Regions from separate parts of the Rattus norvegicus genome. Here all the other regions are linked to region 1. A link is a contact called in public Hi-C data. All regions are on one chromosome and are shown on one strand. The core of a region is the stretch at or near the end of the contact, and the rest is flanking DNA. Distances in the headings are between cores, read along the strand shown. Region 1 has its middle 81 kb from the start of Irf2bp2. Region 2 has its middle 57 kb from the start of Tomm20. Region 3 overlaps LOC102547807 (a long non-coding RNA gene). Region 4 has its middle 140 kb from the start of Tomm20.

Region 1 (2,520 bases), core at 6-2,505:
AGCGTGCCTAGCTCAGCCAGCTGTCTTAACTTCCCGAAGACTGGAGTAGAGGTAGGTGGGGAGACCAGCCAATGAAGGTGCTGGTCAGGATCCTGCCAGCTGGACTGAGAGGCACTTATCACAAGGAATGCATCAAGCAGCAGCTCAGGGATGGAGGAGAGGATGGGGGAGGGTTTCTTCCCATCTGCCTCTGGCCTCAGGCTCACTTCTGTTTCTTGGACTACCAAAGAAAAGACCTCCATTTCTTTTTAGACGGGCTTTATGCAGTCTCAGTCTCTCTCCCCTCCCCAGCACCCCCAACCCCCCAACCCCATTCATAGAGTCGACCAGCCAGCCATGGCCAACCTGCCCTTACATAAGACAGAACATTATATAGAATCCTTCTGAGCTGAAGAGGCTGCAAGGGGAGGGGGTGGGAAGCAGTCATTTGTTTGTTGGTTCAGGACAGGACTGTCTACTTCAGAAGTCTCCAGGCTTGTTATCCCAGCTACGCCGAGGAAGCAGAATTGCACGTTTCCAAAGCCAGCCGGGGAAACAGAATGAGGTGAAAGCCTGTCTAGACAGCCCAATGAGACTCTTTCTCCAAATAAAAAGTAAGGAGTCTGCTGAGGATATAGCTCTGGGATGGAATGCTTCCGAGAGGGCACAAAGCCCTGTACCATCCCCGGCACAAGAGTGACAATAAACTTCACCAGAATTCAGAAAAGACATGAAAGTAAGACGATGCTCGAAAGGTGTGCCAAATGGATGGGGCTAGCCTGGGCTACAACCCAAATGCCCATCTCCCATCTCAAAGGAAAGAAATTAAGACCAACAAACAGACATCGACAGATTGCCCAGCAAGGGAACAAGGAAATACGATGATGCTTAAGAGATGTGCCAAATGGATCGGGCTAGCCTGGGCTACAAACCAAGTGACCTCTCCCATCTCAAAGGAAATTAAGGCCAACAATAGAACTTGACAGATTTCCCAACAAGGACAGTGGCCTTCCACCGACAACCACTGTACTGGTAGATTATGTCGTATCCCTTTAATAGTGCTATAGGGGCACCTGCTTACAGACGGAGAAGGAAGCTTGGAGTGAATGTCTGGCCCTGGCCAGCCGTCCTCAGCCAGCAATGGGCCTGCTGAGTCCATTTCAACTGAAATGAGATCAATAGGACTCATTTTTTTCTCCTGCTGGCTCCCGAGTGATTCATGAATCAGAAAACTAGTTCATGAATCAGAGTGGGGCGGGGAGAGGGGGGACCATTTGTGCAGTCGGCAAACCTCCATTTCTTTCACGAACCTAGCTGTGAGTTGCATAACACTGCCTGGCACTTGCTAGTTGAAACCAGTCTTTTTCGGAAGCTGCTTTACTCACCTATTTTCCTTCTGGAAAGGGGAGGGAACGCCGTGTGTGTGTACCGACTGTGTGTACTGACTGTGTGTCCAGCCGTCTTGGTAACATTTCCATGACAGAGGACGAGTATGTGAGTCTGCATGTGTGAGTGTGTAACAGACAGCCTTTGACCGGCCTTGGGGCCCCTTTAAACCTGAACGAGAGCCAAGTTCTTCTCTCCGTGGAGCTGCTGAAGGAAGCTTGAGATGGGGCAGTTGGAACGCATATCTCTGCAAGGGCTGATTACAGCCTACTAAGGAAAATGAGATTTTTATCTCACAGGAATTCAGTTATAAAAATAAAATACAGCGTCTGGCTTGATTCAGCTAAATGCACAAGTGCCTGGGTGTTTTTAATTTAGTAAGAAAAAAAAAAAGAAAAGAAAGTCCCGGATGATGACCTAAAACACTGCATTTAAAGAGGGAAAAAAAGGGGAGGGAGGGGAGAGGAAGGCTGCAGGAAGTGTGTGTGTGTGTGTGTGTGTGTGTGTGTGTGAGAGAGAGAGAGAGAGAGAGAGAGAGAGAGAGAGAGAGGCAGGCAGGGAGAGAGTCATGGAAGACTGGGGTGGAGGGGGCGGGACAGTGAGAAGCCACCCTGCTGGCACTTGAATGCAGAGGGTGATGTCACCAGAGCAGTTGGAGCGCAGGGGAGAAAAACAACTCTGAAGCAGTGCTAATCCCCGTTTGCTGCCCTGAAGGGAATGGACGGTGGCCAAGGCAGGGAGTTATGGGAAACCATATAAGGGTGCCAAGCAAGCTTTGCCGCCAACATTAGGAACTGACAGCTTTGTTCTCTGTCACTTGGCCGCCGGCCAGAGGCCTCATTTCAGCTCAGCAGCGTGACTACCCTGGCCGGCTGCCAGCCCTGTGCTCAGAGCCCTTTCCTCCCAGGGCTCTGCTTTTTCCCTCCTCCGTCCCTTTGCCAAACATGCAGCGGTTACTATGGCAGTGGAAAGGAAAGTTAAACACACACACACACACACACACACACACACACACACCCCAAAGTAGAGGCACGCCTTGATCCAGATGCACAGGCAGGCAGGCAGCTGTAAGCAGAGAGAAAGGCAGTTAACCTACCCAGTGGGGCCTGCAGGAAGGAGGAAGACACCTCACTGTGAGCTGTGGCCGGCTGCTGC
Region 2 (2,520 bases), core at 11-2,510, 230 kb after region 1:
AGACATGTTGACCTCAGCCTCCCAGCCTCCCGAGCTTCGAGCAAGCACATCTCTGCTGACTAAGCATGGGAGTCTGGGCAGACGGAGACACGTCATGTGTAAACCAGAAGGGGGCAGCTCATGAGACTCAAAGTCCACAACCACTCCCCACCCCCTCCAAGCCACTTCCTCCTCCTTCTGAAGTCTGCACACCTCCCAAACAGCGCCATCTGCAGGTAACCAAGTGTTCAAACGCACGATCCTAAGGGGGAGCAGTTTACATCCGAATGCTAACACACATGTGTTGAGGTGCCGAGGCCCCAAGCCAAGCGATGGCAGACAACACGCCCCGCCCCCCCCCCAGCTGCAAGGGATCAAAAGTGGATCCTTCTCCGGATCCTTGGAGGGAATGCAGATCTGTGGACACAGCCAAATGAAAGTGCTGTCAGACTTCTGCCCTCCAGACCCACGAGAGAATGAAACTGTGGTCTGAAGGCATCGAGCTTGGATCTTTTGTTACAGCAGCTAAGAGGACATTATACCTAAGCTGACCACTGTGAGCTTGCAGGTCAGAACCAGGAGTGAGTGTTAGCTTGGGCCAATTTCTGACCCAGTACTTGTCAGAACCAGTCTAGTCCGGGTCCAGGTCAAGAGAGAGCTAGTTTGGGCCACTGAGTACCTGAGCCGTGGAGCTACCAGAAAAGGGAGAAACCCCACAGGGAAGAGCTACAGGTAAAGCCAAGTCTAGAGACCCAGTCCTCACGCGCACTCCGCTCCTTGGGAGGCTGAGGCAGGAGGCAAATGAGTACAGGCATTCTTGGGCTGCAGAGGGCATTCAAGGACGGCCCAGTGAGACCTTGTTTCAAAAAGGGAAAGAGAGGCTGGGAATACCGGACAGTGGCAGAGCCCTTGCCTGGCCGAGGGCCTGGGCTCCATTCCCAGCACAGGAAGAAGCTAGAGGTAGAAAAAGTCTCAAGCGGCCACACAGAAGGGGGTTAGAGAAGGGCCAGGGGCAGGTATCGACTTCAACCATACTCAAAAAAAAAGTGCCACCCCCTTCAAACCCCCCCCACTACCACTCCCCAACCCCATCGGACTGCCCTGGCCTGTGGCCCCTTGTCTACCTCCAACCTTCTAAGCAGGGAAGTGGGTACCAGAGCCAGACAGGAAAGGGGTGGGGGACAACCAGCCTTGCCTCTTTCCCATGCAGGCCTAAGCAGGCTCAGCTGGAACGGGGATGGGAATGAGACGTCAGAATTTAGAGTTTTGACTAACATCTTGGCCCAGACCCTGAAATTCCGAATTGGGACTGTTTTCCATTGAAAGTGACCACTGGCCCAGACTGTTTCCTAAGAGCTGCAGAAAAGTGTGAGCTTGCCAGGGTTTTTTCAGCCTCAAGCAAGGGAACTCGGACTTGGCTGGCTGAATCTTAAAAGGAAAATAAAGAAGAAAAGCAGGGGTAGCCTTCCAAAAGCTTGGGACTGGGGTTGTTCAGCCTGCTGGCTGCACAGAACCCAGTGAAAACAGTTCAGCTTCTCGGTGGAGCAGAGAGCAGCCCAGTTCCCCGAGAAGGGGGAAAAATGCAAATTTGTTTTCAGTATCACTTACAAGCTTCCTGAGTGGAGCCCTTGGCCTGGCGTGGCTTGCATTGACGTCAGCGGAGTTCACCATATCAAGACAGCTGTAGCTCCTTCCTGGCTGAGGCCCCAGGGACAGAAAACACATTGGCTTTGTTTCATGGGAGATTAGAAACATTTGCTGCCTGGGTCATAATTCACAAGCCCTGTTATCACCGGAGCCGGGAATGCTGAGCAGAAAAATAAAAAGTAAAAAGCACCACCCAACATCAAAACCAAGGGGAGGCAGGACAGGTAGCACAGGCCTATCATCCAATTACTTGGGAGGCTGAGGCAAGAAGATCATAAGTTCAAGGCCAGGCTGGACTGTGTGCAGAATGAGCTCTCATCAGCTTAGTCAACTCATGGAGCCAAAACTCATGGACTAAAAACAGAAAGTAAGGAGAGCTAAGTATTGCCTCACATCAGAACTGAGACCTCAGAATCACAGAGTTGGGGGTGCAGTGCAGTAGACACCCGGGGAGGCCTCAGAGACAGAGATCATGGCCAAACCTGGGCACTCTATCCTTGCCTGCTCTCCTGAAGGTAATGTGAGAGGTCATGTTGGGATATGTTCAGGGCTCTAGGAAACCCATCTGAAATGCAAGTTCCCTGTCTCCTGGAATGTATGAGGAGGGCCAGGTATGGGTAGCCTAACCCAGGGGAACCCCAAGCCTCTCGACTCCCAGGAAAATGTCAACAAGGAGGGACAGACAGAGAAGATGGTGGCAATACGCTAATGTGGCCTGCCCCTGGGTCATCAGACAATAGAGCCCCTCCATCTGCTTTGAACTTGGAATGTGTGTGCGCATGTGTGTGCGTGTGTAAGAGTATGTGAGGGAGTGTATATGTAAGTGTGTGTATTGTGTGACTCCCTGTGAGTGTACGTGTACATGTGTATTAGTGTGCATATGAGTGTATGTAT
Region 3 (2,520 bases), core at 10-2,509, 190 kb after region 1:
GAGGCTTCAACAAAACACCATAGAACCTGCCGGGGCAGCAAAGAGGACTTCCAGGAGGGAGCCATTTTCAGTATGCTGTTTTAGATCTGTACATGTATGTGTGTGTGTCAGACTGACATATGTGTGTCCGGGCCTGGGGAGGTCAAAGGTCAACCCTGGCTATCATTCTTCCAGAGCTATTCATCCTGGATTTTGAGACAGGGTCTCTCACTGGCTCTGACTCACCAATTAAGCCAGGCTGACCAGCCAGCCCAACCCGGAGAGCAGCCTGTTTCTATTTCCCCAACACTAGGATTGCAAGTCCCACACACAGTTTTTTATGTGGGTTCTGGGGTCTTCGTGCTTGTGTGGCCACCGTGTTACCAGCTGAGCCATCTCACCAGTACTAATCCCTCATTTCAAGTGGAGGAGGCTGGCAACCTCCTGGAAAATCACCTTCCCCTCACAGAAGCCAGCCAGGCTGCAAACTGGGCCTTCTAGAGGCAAAGAAGAGATCGCAAGGGTGCAGGGAGATCATGAGGGCACGGGGTGAGGGTGGGGGGCAAGCCTGAGCAAGCACAGCCAGTCATGTGACAACCCCAGCAGCTGCCCCAGCTGCAGAGCTGACCTCTCTGTCCCCAGGGGCCCTTTTTCATCAGCTGGATCGATTTACTTTAGCTACAGTGCCCTCACAAGCAGGGACTGAATTATGACTCATGGAAATCCCCCTCTGTATCAAGGAATCAGGTAGCTTTCAAACTCTCAACAATTAACGGCTCCTTTGGTCAAAGGAGAATGTGAGGGAGGGAGGAGTTGGTGGGGTGGGGGCGGGGGCGGGGACGGGGGCTGGCAGGGGGTGGGGTGGGGCAGCAAGCTATGGGTTTCCAAACAGGCTGCTCGGTTTCTAGTAAATTAGAAGGGGTGGATGGTGGAGGAATCAGTAATGTTACCCTGTAAAATGCGGTCTTCTTTAACGTCAGCAAGATGTTTCTCTCCCTTTGTCCTTTTGCCCTCCTTCCTCTCTCCTTTCCCTTCCTGTGTCCCTTCCCTCCTCCCAACATCTTTACGTCACAGAGGCACGCTGAAAACAGCTCTGAGTTTTACAACACGGCTTCCAGACTCAGAAGATTCCCCCACACTGACAACACGGAAGGGCAAAATGCAGGCTGTAGTGGGAGGCAGACAAAAAAAAAAGCTCATGTGACTCAAAGCAGGAAGCAGGACACATTGCTGGGAGGAGGCGTCACCACCACAGGCCGTACATTCCTGCCCTGCCTGGCCAGGTTAGCCATCGCCTCCAAGGGAGCATTCCTCTGTGGCAAGAACACTCACTGGTCTCAGACAATCCTGAAATAGAATCTTGGAGAGCATGCGTCCTGCTCTGAGGCCACTCAGCCTGGTGTCCTGGCTCCCCCTGTCTCTTCCACGGAGATGTATTCTCCACACATCGAACAGTAACAGCTGCCCTCCTGTCAGAACAGAGCTGGTGAAAAGAGGATTGCAAGGCTAGCCAAGCACTTTAGAGCCAGACCAGAAGTGCTGCTGTTTCCACTTAAATTGCACTTGCATGTACCCATGCACACATATAATGCATGTGTGCACGCACAGGTTCATGTACATATACCCATGCACATATATAATACATGTGTGCACACACAGGTGCATGTACATATGCACATGCACACACATAATGCATGTGTACACACACAGGTGCATGTGCACATGCACACACATATATGTATATATGAAAGTTTACACACACACACATGCATGTACACATGTGCATGGTGCCTGATTGCTTCCACAGAGCATGCTGTAGGTATTAGAGGGAGTCACTTCCTGGGTGGCTAATCTCAGCAAGGCCACTTGTCTCTGGAGTAAAAGGACTCTTTTTTTTTTTTCCTTGCATGCAGCTTTTTTACAGTTGGATTACATATGCATTATGTACGTGAATATGACGTGACTCTTGGAAGACAGAATACATATATAATATGAAGTGGGTTGGTATGGGAAAGGAGAACTTAAAGGAGCTGGGGGAGAGAAGTTGGGAAGAGGAGGGAGAAATGGGGTGGGGAAGGGGATGTGGGGGAGAGGGGTGGGGGAGGGGAGCGAAGGGAGAAAGATAAAGTGTCATGTCTTCTCTCATATATGGAACTAGATTTAGCTATATTCCCATATATAAATGGCAGGAAAGCAGGAGGCCTTATTTAGAGGGAGGGAGGGAGAGGGACAATGACTGAGGGGCAGGGGAAGGACAGGGGAGGGCAATAGGGAACAAATATAAAATGTATGTATGAAAATGTCACCATGAAATCCATTATTTTATATACTAAAAAAAAATGCTTCAATGTTTCTTTTAAAAATAAGTAGGTTTTAAAGGGACAGGTGTATGGGATAAGGCCTTGACCACAAGGGTTTGTCCTATCAGGCCCAGATGAGGTTCCAGGTGGGGGCGGGGACAAGCAAAGGACAAACCTGGATATCCTGCTGGCCCCTCCATCCTCTGTTCTGGAGAGCAAGGGTATCAGGAGGTCTCAGAAC
Region 4 (2,520 bases), core at 14-2,513, 150 kb after region 1:
CTTGAGGGAACAGCCAATCAACTGGACAGGCAATGAGTCCAACACCTTTGGGGCTTTTTGTGGCCCCAAAGACTTCATTTACATCCCCTGTCCCATTTTAATATTTAGTGAATTGACAATGCTAACTGTATATATTAACAAAACATAACATGTTGTCAAATCTGTATACATGGTATGAAAGTTACATCAGGGCAATTGGCCTATGTATCACATAAAATATTTATCATTTCTGTGTACCAGAACCCCTTTCCCTTTTTAAACTTTCTTAAAATACTTGATACGTTGTTTTCAACCTTAGCGGCCCTACCATCCTACAAAAACATTAGAAGTGATTTCTCCCACCCACTGCTCCCTAGCCAGGTTAACGACCCTCTCCTTCCCCCAGCCCATAATAAGCAACCATTCTACTTGAGACCAACTTCTCAGCGTCTACTAAGAAGGCTATAACAAATACACCTGAAGCTAGGAAGCTTGAACAACACGAGGAACCTTCAAGTCTGAGACTCGAAGTCCAAGAGCACAATACTGGCTGATGCTATTCCTTGCAAAGGCCTCTTTGTGGCTTCCAGAAGAGCATCTGGTCATTGTGTCCTTATGGGTGAGGACCCATGTGTGCTGGATGTGGCTCCTGTCTTGGGAGCCCTGTACCGTCGCCCAAGGACCTTGAGGGCCTGGCCCAGGCTCCCCACCCTCTCGTGTGAATGCCATTCAGGTTTTTTTGTTCATTGTTGCCTGCCGGACAACTGGGAGTGTTTTCTTTGGAAAGCCCAGTGATCCGGCATGCTGCCCTTCCTCTGTCCTGAACAAGCGCTGTTTAATGGGCGGCCACGATTGTTTTGGAGATAGGCGTCTTTTCGAAATAGGAGGAGGCTGTGTGCCTTGGTTACTTTGGCCACCTTCCTTTATTTTTTCTGGAAACTCCTCCCCATGTGTGAAGACGGTAGGTGTCAGGGACCTGTAACAAGCACTCATTCAGCATGCAAGACCCAGCCCTGGGAAGCCTAGCAAGACCTCACATCAGGGTCCTGAGGAGGCCAGAGACAGAGAGGTGAAGGCAGCAGAGCCTGGGAAAGTCACACCCTATAGTGTGAGCCGACTTTGCTGGCTGTTTCGGGACCTGCAGACAGGGAGGCCTGTGAATTCCAAACACAGTACACAGGTCTTTGGCTTTCCTCAGGCCCCTTCCTTCCTGTCCCTCGGCCTGACCCTCCCCTCCTAGCAGGCCCTTCCTGTTTCGGGGAAGGTCAGCTTGTGGTGGAAGAATGGCCATTGTTCCTCCCTCCTCCTGGTCCCCACTCACATCCGGTCCCTGGTCTCTAAGTTCCCCTTCAGAACAGCCCGACTTTCCTTCTCAAGAAACCTGAGAGACGAAGGCATTTCCTGCCTGGCTACCCCGGTTCCCACCCTCCGTTTCCAGCAGCCTTCAGGCCTGCCAGACCATCAGACTCCCTGCTTTTCTGTGTGGGCAGCCCCACGCCTATGACTTAACAGCTCGGCGTCTCTTTCCTCACATTCTACCTGTCCCAAGATATATTTACCTGGGATCTCAAGTGAAAAGGCAGATGGCGGAGTTCCGTCACCAACACCCTCATGTTGGCAGATGACAGATGCCTCACTGTGGGCTGGTGGCTCTCTACCATGACGTTATGGCCAAGTGAGCTCCAGGGCCTTTCCTACTGGGTGCCTTCTATACTCCCTACTTGATCCCCAACTGCTCCTGCCTGGGGGAACAGGAACCCTTTCTTTTGTCTCCTCACACTAGGGACAGACCCAGGCCCCCCTGTTCTGCTGTGGGATGATTTCTTGGTCCTCTCCACCTTAGCTGCTCAGAGGTCTACCTCCTTTCTGTCACTGACCGTGCATGTACTGCTCACAAAGGGCCAGAGTCCTCTCCAGTGTGTCCAGAGCTACTGGAGTCCCGGGAGATATCTCTGACCACTCCTCACTTCATGATTTATTCAGAAATAGTCCCCCTGAGCAGCTCATGTAGGAGACATTGGCCCATGGATTTGTGTGAGCCCCATTACATCTCAGGGGCCCGGTTGACACACCGTCACTCCCAAGATGGCAGATCAAAGAGACAAGGCAGGAGTCATAGGGGGTATTCTGAAGCTGTCCCCTTTAGCCCCTAGAGACAAGATTTATTTGTGGCAGTTCAGTGACTCCCCTCTGCTACTGGGGTACACACATATGTCACCTCTGCACCCACCGAGGTCAGGATGGGTCCGTGACGTCTACATTCAGCCTTATTCCCAGTCCCGTGGACACTGAACTAATCTCTAAGACAGCAAGCATCAAGGATTCCAGCAGACTCTGCTGCACCATTAAACTTCATCAACACACACAGACATCCACTTTCCCTCTGGCCCAAGGTCTAACCAAAACATCGTCTCTTCGGGCTGTAGTGAAGATTAAGCCGAAAGCTTTGTTGACTGTACATGCAGTCGCTGGCAGATGCTCACCGGGAGCATCCTGGCCGATCCTTGTCATTTGTCCTCCATGTCATGTCAGCACGCACCA

The links. A called contact is a pair of places that touch in the nucleus more often than the background predicts.
Region 2: a Hi-C map of prefrontal cortex shows a contact between it and region 1, with 3 times the contacts expected there. The contact joins two enhancer-like sites. A contact is called at or near these places in 3 of 12 Hi-C or Micro-C datasets (liver, prefrontal cortex and psoas muscle) and 1 of 1 datasets of contacts at active chromatin or transcription factors (oligodendrocytes).
Region 3: a Hi-C map of liver shows a contact between it and region 1, with 6 times the contacts expected there. The contact joins two enhancer-like sites. A contact is called at or near these places in 12 of 12 Hi-C or Micro-C datasets (the A7r5 cell line, the Rat2 cell line, Schwann cells and 7 more) and 1 of 1 datasets of contacts at active chromatin or transcription factors (oligodendrocytes).
Region 4: a contact with region 1 is called in a Hi-C map of liver, with 6 times the contacts expected there. The contact joins two enhancer-like sites. A contact is called at or near these places in 4 of 12 Hi-C or Micro-C datasets (hepatocytes, kidney, liver and 1 more).

What each region holds. Positions count from the first base shown.
Region 1 is chr19:71,541,801-71,544,320 of GRCr8, forward strand. No RefSeq gene overlaps it. Among named protein-coding and RNA genes, the nearest start is that of Irf2bp2, 81 kb to the left of the region's middle. Within about 2 kb of position 1,256, at least 88 of the 93 cell types and tissues checked have an H3K27ac peak or open chromatin away from gene starts, as enhancers often do. A contact at or near this core is called in Schwann cells, hepatocytes, kidney and 2 more, where this site is marked.
Region 2 is chr19:71,773,806-71,776,325 of GRCr8, forward strand. No RefSeq gene overlaps it. Among named protein-coding and RNA genes, the nearest start is that of Tomm20, 57 kb to the right of the region's middle. Within about 2 kb of position 1,261, at least 63 of the 93 cell types and tissues checked have an H3K27ac peak or open chromatin away from gene starts, as enhancers often do. A contact at or near this core is called in prefrontal cortex, where this site is marked.
Region 3 is chr19:71,727,077-71,729,596 of GRCr8, forward strand. LOC102547807 (a long non-coding RNA gene) reads left to right here. Exons shown (of 6, transcript XR_010060536.1): 4 at 1-726; 5 at 1,054-1,262; 6 at 1,893-2,520. Among named protein-coding and RNA genes, the nearest start is that of Tomm20, 100 kb to the right of the region's middle. Within about 2 kb of position 1,260, at least 82 of the 93 cell types and tissues checked have an H3K27ac peak or open chromatin away from gene starts, as enhancers often do. A contact at or near this core is called in Schwann cells, hepatocytes, kidney and 2 more, where this site is marked.
Region 4 is chr19:71,693,953-71,696,472 of GRCr8, forward strand. No RefSeq gene overlaps it. Among named protein-coding and RNA genes, the nearest start is that of Tomm20, 140 kb to the right of the region's middle. Within about 2 kb of position 1,264, at least 31 of the 93 cell types and tissues checked have an H3K27ac peak or open chromatin away from gene starts, as enhancers often do. A contact at or near this core is called in hepatocytes and liver, where this site is marked.